Linked DNA regions of Mus musculus: region 2 is linked to region 1. A link is a contact called in public Hi-C data. All regions are on one chromosome and are shown on one strand. The core of a region is the stretch at or near the end of the contact, and the rest is flanking DNA. Distances in the headings are between cores, read along the strand shown. Region 1 overlaps Micos10 (mitochondrial contact site and cristae organizing system subunit 10). Region 2 overlaps Capzb (capping protein (actin filament) muscle Z-line, beta).

The links. Hi-C and Micro-C count contacts between places; a contact is called where the count stands out from the background.
Region 2: a Hi-C map of the HPC-7 cell line shows a contact between it and region 1, with 2.7 times the contacts expected there. The contact joins two enhancer-like sites. A contact is called at or near these places in 6 of 484 Hi-C or Micro-C datasets (CD4 T cells, the HPC-7 cell line, bone marrow-derived macrophages and 3 more), 9 of 115 datasets of contacts at active chromatin or transcription factors (the HPC-7 cell line, astrocytes, bone marrow-derived macrophages and 5 more) and 3 of 9 other capture datasets (adipose tissue, liver and pancreatic islet).

What each region holds. Positions count from the first base shown.
Region 1 is chr4:139,113,219-139,118,337 of GRCm38.p6, reverse strand. All of the region lies in intron 1 of Micos10 (mitochondrial contact site and cristae organizing system subunit 10), which reads left to right. Among named protein-coding and RNA genes, the nearest start is that of Micos10, 15 kb to the left of the region's middle. Within about 2 kb of position 1,762, at least 29 of the 459 cell types and tissues checked have an H3K27ac peak or open chromatin away from gene starts, as enhancers often do. A contact at or near this core is called in the HPC-7 cell line, where this site is marked.
Region 2 is chr4:139,220,484-139,225,449 of GRCm38.p6, reverse strand. All of the region lies in intron 1 of Capzb (capping protein (actin filament) muscle Z-line, beta), which reads right to left. Among named protein-coding and RNA genes, the nearest start is that of Capzb, 30 kb to the right of the region's middle. Within about 2 kb of position 3,444, at least 11 of the 459 cell types and tissues checked have an H3K27ac peak or open chromatin away from gene starts, as enhancers often do. A contact at or near this core is called in the HPC-7 cell line, where this site is marked.

The sequences.
Region 1 (5,119 bases), core at 513-3,012:
GGAGAAGTTGGCCCCCAGTGCTTGCTTTAGTGTTGGCGTCTAAACTAACTACGTCATAATGCCTAGGCTTGTCTGTTGGTTTTGCAGTGTGCTGACATAATGGTGGACACATTTCTTTTCATAGTGCTTTGGCAAGCTTTTGTGAGTTCAGATAAATGCTTCTGTCTCCTCTTCCTCTCCCTCTCCTCTTCTTCCTCCTCTTCTTCCTTTGTTGTCAGAACCTTCGCAAACATGCCACTCAGACTTCGTTCTTGATAGGTTTGAACCTGAAGCAGGTGACTTAAGTTCCATCCTTGGGAAGGTTTGTCCTAGAAAATGGCCAGCTTCTTGTCATCGTGCAGATGACAGTCTAAATATCAGAATAAATGCCATCAACTTTAGCTTTTCACAAAGAAAATGTATTCTAAGTACAACTTCAAACTTTAGATCTGCTTATAACGTTTATGTGAGAGTATTTTCCCGTTCACTTAGTCTATGAGAACTAAGTTCTTGGATTCTTGTTGGTGAGGCTTGTAGTGCTGTGTAGTTAAGGTGGCAGAGCTCTGCTGGAGGACAGGCTGCTGCTGCTATCTCAACTTACAGTCTGGCAGAAGCTCCCAGAAGCCCTGAAATTCATTCAGATCCATCCAGCACCTTTGCAATCACCTCTGTGTGTGTTAAGTTAAAAAAGATTGATTCGTGCCAAAAAGTATCTGTCCTGGGGCTAGAGAAGAAGGCTCTGTGGTTAAAAGCATGCACTGATCTTACAGAAGACCCAAGGTCAGCTGAGCGGTGTGGTCCATGCCTTTAATCCCAGCACTCAGGAGTTTGAGGCCAACCTGGTCTACAAAGTGAGTTCCAGACAGACAGGGATACACAGAAACCCCACCTCAAAAAACCAAACCAACCAACCAAACCCAGAGGACTCAAGTACAGTTCCTAGACAGAGCCCAGGTCAGACACTTATAACCATAGATAGCTCCAGGGGATCTGTTGCCCTCTTCTAGCTTTTGAGGTACATATACTCATACATGTGAATGTGTGCAAATATCCACACACAACACATTTTTAAAATACATATTTATTTTAAGAAAACATTTGTGGGGCTGGAGAGATGACTCAGCAGTTACGAGCACCGACTGCCCTTCCAGAGGTCCTGAGTTCAAATCCCAGCAACCACATGGTGGCTCACAACCATCTGTAATGGGATCTTATGCCCTCTTCTGGTGTGGTTGAAGACACAGTGTACTAATATAAATAAAATAAATAAATCTTTAAAAAAAAATTGTTCTTTTCCCATCTCCATTAATCTTTGTCCAGGATCTCTTAGCTAAACAGCCACTCTGGATCCTAAGAAGTTCCTAAGTGCTACCAAAGGCTGCCTTTGCCTTCCGCATATTGCCTGCCTGTGGCAGCAGGCTCCAGGTTTGCCTAGCCTGAAGTACTGGGATAGGAGAGGACAAAGTGCAAACAGCAGTGCAGAGAAGGGAGGCTGAAAACTGCACCTCGGGGCTGCATGCAGCACAGGGGAGGGACTTTACCCAGCTGCTCAGGCCCTGAGCTCCACAAGAGGTACCTCAAAACAAATCTACACTATGGAGAGACTCTGAAGTTTGCATCATGTCTCCTGCTGTAGGCTCCTCTAAGTGCTGTCTCCTCCTCTATGACACTTTTGACTCTTGCCCTCATTCTGCCAATCAACTGCATACAGTGCACATCTGATGGGCTTGGCTTCTTCCCCCTTGGTGAGCCCTTTACTGCTCCATTGCTCAGCTGGCATCAGCCATGAGGCCTTGGCTGTGGGTATGACATGAAGGCCGGTTGGCTTTATCTTTTCCCTCAGCTCTATAACATATAGCAGCAGGGAGCTCATGATAGCCAACTCTCACCCCTTTCCTTTCCTTCTGCTATTGTGCCTTACACTTCTGCTTTCTGGTCATTACCTATCCCAACCCCAAGTGCCCTTATGTGGAGATGTCATTTCCCACAGCTTTGAACAGCTCACATTAGGCATTCCCTTTGTATAATTAAGGAAATGCCTGAATTACTGGCCTGAATGCATCTGAAAGGAGTTAGTCTCTTGTACTGAGTCTAGTTTAATTATAATGGTTAAAGACTTGCTAGTTTACCCGAGTGTTGCTGAGGGCAAGAATTAAGCCTTGTTGTGATGCAGTTTCCCTTCTCTGAAATGGGGCTTATATAGAAGTTTATGTAAAGATGAAGTGAGGAAACCCAGGAGCACAAGCCCTACCTAATGAGGGCTTTTCACTCTGCTGCTGTGCAGTTCTTGAGCACGGTGTAGATGTTAAAATCTTTTTTAACTTGTATTTGTGTGTGTGTGTGTGTGTGTGTGTGTGTGTGTGTGTGTGTAGGGGGGCGGGGGTTCTGCCTGTTTTATGTCTGTATACCACATGTGTGCAGTACTTGAAGAGGCCAGAAGAGGGCACTAGTTAGATCCCTCTGGGACTGGAATTACCGATGATTGTGAGCTGCCATGCGAGTGCTGGGAATTGAATCCAGGTCTCTGGAAGAGCAGCCAGTTACTCTCAACTGCTGAACCATCTCTCCAGCCCAGCGTAGATGCTTTGAAAACTTGGTCACATTTAAGAAAATTCCCCACCCCTTCTTCCATCAGTTGTTAGGTAGTGTACTTCTGTCTGGAAAGTATCTCTTGCCCTCCAGGGTGTTCCGCACAGCTCTCAGATGAACCAGAGTTTAGCTTCAGTCATGTTACTCCTTTCCTCCTCTAGGACTGTCTGTGCCGAGAACTGTTTCTGTAGAGTGACTTGGTATTCCCCTCCAGAGTGTCATCTGCCCTCCTGGGTGTGTGCAGTCACACAGCCTGGGTTTGTGTGTGTGCTTGAGTGAGTCACTGACCCCCTCTGAGTTGTTCCTGTCTTCCTGTGAGATGGGTTCATAGTAAAGCTTGCAAGGTGCTCACCACGCTGATGTTAGGACCAAGGCACACCAGTGACCATGAGAGAGCATTTGATGTGTTTCTATATAATTCTGTTTGTTATTTTCCTCAGCCTCCCTTTAATAACCAATCTTTGAGCTGCTTCTCATTTTCCCACATAGTGTTTCCACACAGGAATGAGTTAACTGTCAGTAAAATGTCTGCAGCTGTGTTTCTTACGTTGTGTCTTCCTGAAGGCTGTGCAGCTTTCTGTTGAAGTGCGCTCGAGCTATAGGTGCTACTTTCAAAGCCCTTCTGAGTGCTTGCTCCCATAATCACGTCCACACTCACCCTCCATGCCTCTCTGCACCCTGCTCTGCCTTCCCTGATCAGAACCCTTGTGATTGACATTCACCCAGAAAACCCCTTAGGACACGCCAGCAACATCCCATGAACAGACGCCTCCTCAGTCCTTTTCCTGCAGAGCCCAAGCGAGGCTGAGTCCCAGGAAGCTGTCCCACAGCCTCAGCCACCAGTGTTTGATCTTTGGTCTGGCACTGGTATCTTTTCTTGGCTATTCCATAGGACTTGGCATTACCTGGGACACTTGGGACAGCCTGTCTTGGCCTTGGGATTAAGTAAGCACCATGCAGAGCTGACGTACAACTGTATTGTTTTCTATCATAAATTGGGCTTAGAGCATCTTTCATAAATGAGGAATGTTTCTTGGAAATGTGTTTCTCATGGAGGTCAGTCCCAAGTGTTCTTCTCTATAAAAGCACACTCTTGTTTGTTCTATGGTAACACATGCTTTTTGACTGTGTAATATCGATAGAAATATGACTGACAGGAAAACATGTCTGTTATACATAGGTCAATTTGGCTTAGTCCATCCTAGTGTGTAAATACAGTTTTATTTAACCAGGGAAATCTTCATTATATTTTAAAGCAAAATGATCTAGTTGCAATAAATCTGAAGGGATTCTTTGTTAAAGACAAGAAGAATTGGGTGTGGTGATGTACATTTTATAATCCCAGATTTTGAGGGTTCAAGGCCAGCCTGAGTGACATAACAAGGTTGTGTACGCATGAGCGCGCACAGACACACACACACACTCACACACTCCAGATGAGTTCACACAAATGAAACATAGACAGTTGCTCTGAGTAGGAAATAATAGATTTTGAGCTCACCTGATGACCGTGAACACGTGAGCCAGTGACTGTACTGTAAGAGGATTAACTAGTATGCTTTTGACATCTTTTGAGTTCTACAATGACAACAACAGAGTTTAGTACTTGTTACTGAGCTCTTCGCTGTCAGTCCTAGAGCCGCCGCTGCAGTAAGCAACCCTCCAGGGCAGATTGTTTTCCCTGGGGCTGAGCAGGCTGGGGCTGGGCCTGGTAAGTGATTGACATAAAGTTGGGGATTACCTTGAGGCCTTCATGCCGCCCGCCCGCTGGCAGGAGAGTGGTCCTCCAGTGTTTACTGCTTGTCTCTTCTGTCAGACACTGGTGGGCACACAGTTAAGGACTGGGGGTTTCCAAGCCTTTTCACGTGTATAATAAGCAGCTGAGTGGGCATGGGCTCTCCTGTAACACCATGGGAGCTGTACAAAACCGAGTGGAGATGCTCTCCAGTTTTATTTTTAGATACAGATTAAGTTTTAGCCCTGATAACTTGCTGGTTCCAGTCTTATGAATAGTGAATCCTTTTTTAAAATGTTAAATGTACACTAGAGTGTGAGGTCTTAGAAAATAGTCATTTAAGAAGTTTTTTGTGAGACTGGACAGTGGTGGCACATACCTGTAATCCAGTACACAGGAGGCAGAGGCATGCTGATCTCTGAGTTCCAGGCCAGCCTTGTCTACAGAGTGAGTACCAAGAGAGCCAGGGCTACACAGAGAAACCCTGTCTTGACACTCTACCTCCAACAAAAACCAAACAAACAAACAAAAAGCTTTTTTGTTGTTGGTTAATAAAAAGAATCTGTGATAGGTTCCTCCCCACCATATGACCTCCCCCCAAGATGATTTTGCTCTGTTGTACCACCTGGCCTTAAACACCTGGGTCTCCTTGTTCCCTCGGCCTCAGAAGTAGCTGGGACTGTAGACTTGCAACCCAGTGGGTTTTTTGTTTGTTTGTTTTAAAGATTTGTTTATTATATGTAAGTACACTGTAGCTGTCTTCAGACACACCAGAAGAGGGAGTTAGATCTCATTACAGATGGGTGTGAGCCACCA
Region 2 (4,966 bases), core at 2,195-4,694, 110 kb before region 1:
AGTTTAGTTACTCCAGAGTCCCCTCCCTACACAACCCTGAAGCACTTCAGTCCCTACAGTTACCCAGGGAACATCCCTTTTTACAGACAGCCTGTTTTACAAACGGCCACTTGGTAGCGCTTCCTCCCACCTGCATCTTCCTCCCACTAACAATTCTCTTCTGTCTGCCAGACCCAAGTCCAGCTTATTCCAGTTCCTTGCCACACAGCATTCTCTAAGACCCAAAGACCTGAAGCAGAGCTGTCAAACTCGTCAGCTGCCATCCCCAGCTCCACTTGTGTTCCATGCACAACAGACTTGGGACATTTGCTGGGCTTACTGTGTGCCACTTAACATGTTGCTGACAGTAGAACATGGCCCTCAGAAGTAACTGTGTATGCGTGTGAATACAAGCACATGCAGGAAGAGGTCATAGGGAAACCTCAGGTACTGGTGTCCTTTTGTTTGCCACTGCATACACCAGGTGAGCTGGCCTGTAAGCTTTTGGGGACTGTCATCTCCGTTTCCTATCCATCTCATCTCACCACAGGATTTCACATGTGTGCTACATACAGGTCCTTATGACTTGGAGGCAAGAGTACCCTACACCATCTCCCCAGCCCATTGTTTGCAAAAGAATGAGGCCCTAATATGCAGAACTTCTGTTGCAGCTCTTCCAGCTTCACTCCTGATTTTAGCCCAGACACGAAGCCCAGAAGATGAGGCCAGAGCACATTCAGGGGTAGGAGGGTGGGAGGGGGACAAGAGAATACAACAACTCTTCCCACAGCTAAAGGAAAACACACACGCATTACCGACTAGTTCAGTGGGCTGCCTAGAAAGTACTTGAGAAACACTCATTCAGGGGGCACATTAATAAAAGATACCTTTGTGATCGATGGGCATCAGAAATGGATGCTGGCAGGGATGATGTGAGACCAATCAAACATCTCTCCAGAAATCCAACCCTTGCTTTACAGTGAAAAGGTGATTCTGAGTCCAGCCTAAGACCAACTGCTCAGAATGACAACCCGGGATCTGCCACCAAGACTGTTGTAAGAGTTGGGCTTCAGCAAGCACCAAACAGATGGAGGAGGGACTCATGGGCAGCAGCTGCGTTGGCTATCTGCATCTACTCCACTGGCTTCCTCTACTGCATCCCAAAGACAGCCTACGATGCTAAAACTCACACTTTCAAGACCAGATGTGGTGGCAACACCTTCAATTCCAACACTCAGGAGAAGATCTCTGTTAGTTTCAGAGCTATAGTGAGTTCCTGCCTCAAAACAAAACAAACAAAAATCCACAACACTTTCAAAGACAATGAAATCAGAGAACAGCGGTAGAGACAAGCCGAGCTGAAAGCAACAAGTGGGTCACAGCTATGACTCCTGTGTGTCCTGCCTGCCCTGCTTGTATCTCAACCAAAGCATGCAGGGAAGGGACTCATGGCACCCTGGCACTGACCACACCAGGAGTTCATTTGCTCAGAGACCCTGCTTCCAAGTGAGGGCACATGGGGGGGGGGGCACATAGGAGCACTGCACTGACTTGAGACGCAGCTTTGCACCAGCCCAGGCTGGGGCAAAAGAGGAGTCTCAATGGTAGACAGAGAACAACAGCCTGTTGACAGGGGGAGGGTATGAAGCGGACACAGACACACACCTCACTTCACTCACTGAGCAAGTACGACTGCGGATGGCAAGGTAGCATGTCAAATGGCTGCCATCACCAAGACTATAAAACTGCAGGGACCATTTCACCAGCTCTCGGTGCCTTGGAAACAAACAAAAACAGAGGAAGCCAAAACTAAACACTTTGGCCATGGCACTGGATGGTACTTCTAAATTAGGGAAACCAACTGCTGACAGCCATACTGCTGTCCAGACTGCAAGGTTTCGTGACAGTGCACTAGCCCCTATGCCAGGCTCCCCAGCTGTGGTGGCACAGCGAGCTCTGTGCTCTTTCCTCCTAGTACCTGAGACCCGCCTAACAGATCTGCCTCCTGGGACCTGGAGCCAATCAGGATGCAAACCATTTTACCGACTAGATGAAATTCAGGCGAGATAGCTACAGAGTAGCTTTGCAACTAAGTTTCAAATTGGGAAGAAAAAACAATTTAAGGGGGTGGACACAAACCCTGTGACTCAGGAATTCAAACAGACCTATAAGAGGCTCTGACATAAAACATATTCACTTCAGCAACATTTGTAACAGCCCAAAGTAAAGGCAACCTTGATTGTATATTATGGTACAATAATATCACACACTGCAACTTGCAATTTAACAGCAAGTTTCCAGGAGACGTTAGATGATAGATGATGCTGTTGCAAAAAAATCCCAAACTATGAAAGAGGTTTTATCCATAAGGGCAATTCTGAGTGACTTATCCTTCTTCCCTGCCTCAACATGGTTCTCTGGGTAGCCCAGGCTGGCCCTGAAAATGATCCTCCTACTCCAGTTTCCCAGTGCTCGAAGTACGGGTATGTATCACCAAAAGCCTGGCAATTTCCTTTTTTATTTTTTGTATTTTCCATAAACACAAGCTTGCCCCCTAATTGTCTGTGTGGATAGATGGACGGTGTGGTCTATAAAATGTCATGCATTGCAAAAAAGAAAGGAAAAAAAAAAAGGAAAGGAAAGGAAAAGGAAAGGAAAGGAAAAGAAAAGGAAGGAAAAAAAAAAAAAAGCACCCTCCCACCCCCAAGATCCCTTTATCCACACATCCCAAAGGCTTTCTGATAAACAGAGTATGATTCAGTGGTTGGTAGAGCACTTGCTGGGCACGCACGCGGTCCTAGGTTCAACTCTCAGCTCCACAAATGCTACCACCTTTTTAAAAAGAATCTGTGTAGTCCACATGTATGAAATGACCAGACAGTGGCTTCCTGGGGCAAGGCGGGAACAGAGATGGCGAGGGAAGCATTCTAAGATTAGACTGTGGTTATGGCTATACAATTGTACAATTACTAAAAATTTACAGAACTGCATTATACAATGGATGCTGGGAATTTTTATTTGAAAGGAAGAATGAGAGAAAGAAAGAAAACAAGACCAGAAGCCCCAGGATAGAGGCAGAAATGGTGGTGGCTTTGAGGAAGGCAGCCATGGCTTAGTCTGTTGCCACAAGAACGGGGCAGGAAAACGTGGTCCGCCGGCAGGCGGCTCACCAGATCCCCAGGTCAGCTCCAACAGGCACACGGCCTGAGAGAAGGTTGGCTTTACAGGGGCTGCCAGCTTCACTGCAGAGATGAGTGGAGATGAAGGCAGTGGTGGTTCAGGGGCCTAAGTGCTATGCAAGCTCAGGCAGGACACACTGTGCACTGAAGAACTGCAAGCACTTGGCTCTCCCTCAACAGGAACTGTAAAGCCACCGCGGTGGTCAAAAGATGTGCTGTGGATGCTGTGGAAGTGCTCAAAGGAAGTGGAGGAAATGGGAGATTACAGTGTGTTCAGGGGACGCAAGGGGAGCATTATGATGTGGATGCTAACACATTACACAGAGGGCTTGGTGAGTAGAGGCTAGACAGGCTGGATATCTGCACAAATCTCTCAGGAAGTACCTGGCAATTAAGCATCAAATGCTATTAGAATGTTTTTTTCCTTCTATGCTCTACTCAAAGGTGGCGCTGGACAGAGGTTAGCTGCCCCTGCTGTGTGGACACGGAGACCAGTTTTCCAACACAAGCAGCGGCTAGGCCTTCTGCAGTGTCAACCCTCAAATGCGTATGGCATGGGTGAAGAGAGAAGTGCACTTTTAAAGCGCTAACCCTGACTGACTGAAAGCTCCTTTTCTTGGCAGGGAAGATGGTATTTTTTTCCTCCTTGTAACACATTTTGAACCCCAAGCATTTTACAGGACTTCTCAGACTCTTGAGGACCACAGCCCATCCACCAACTGCGTCTTGTCAGCCTGAGGGGCTTTATCTCCTCCAGGCACATTCTTCTGTTTGTTTGTCTGAGACAGGGTCTCTCTGTGTAGCCCTGGCTGGCCTGGAACTCATTTTGTAGAACCAGGTTGGCCTCAAACTCAGAGATCTGCCTGCTTCTGCCTCCTAAGCGCCATACATCTAGCTCAGACACACCAGAAGAGGGCGTCAGATCCCATTACAGATGGTTGTGAGCCACCATGTGGTTCCTGGGAATCGAACTCAGGACCTCTGGAAGAGCTGTTAGTGCTCTTAACCACTAAGCCATCTCTCCAGCCCAGATACATTTTGAAAAATGTGTTATAAATATTTTTCCTGCATGTATGTCTGTGTACCATCTATCTGCAGTGCCCAAGGACACCAGAAGAGGGAGCTGGGAACCAAACCTGGGTCCTCTGGAATAATAGCTAGTGCTCTTAACTGCTGAGCTCTTTCTCCAGAGTCCAGACATAAAAATCTAACACTGAATACGTGTTCCAATAAAAGTACAAACTCACTGTCCCAAATATGACAACCCCTACGCTGATGACTACAGTAGTCCCAATCCCAGCTCTCATGAGAAAGCTTTACTGTGAGCACTGACAACCTTTGCAAACTTCAATGTGAAGGAATGCATTTAAAATGTGGCCAGAATGCCAGACAAGCTTAGACCTTGTCTTTGAGTTGGCCTGGGGAAGCAGGGACCACAGGACTTTCCATGCATCTTCTTCCAAGTGTTGTGTGGACCAAGTGCCACAGCCATGTCACCTCAGTTGACAAGCACATGCCCACCAAGCCCAGGGCCAGGTCTCTGTCTGCCTATCAACAAATCTCACTCAAAACTGTCCCAGCAGCCAACACAATGCTTTGTCACATCAATGGCATCCGTAGTTCAGCAGGGTGCTTTAGAGTCTGGGTTCAATGCCCAGCTCTGACCCAAAAAACCAACCAACCAACCAGATCTAATCACCTGCTCTCTCTCTCACTCTGACCTCCACCCTGTGTTCCAAGGAATCTCCAGTGTAGCAGAAGGCAGGGCTAAGAACCAGAAGCTCCCGTACTCTACTTCCCAAGAGTTT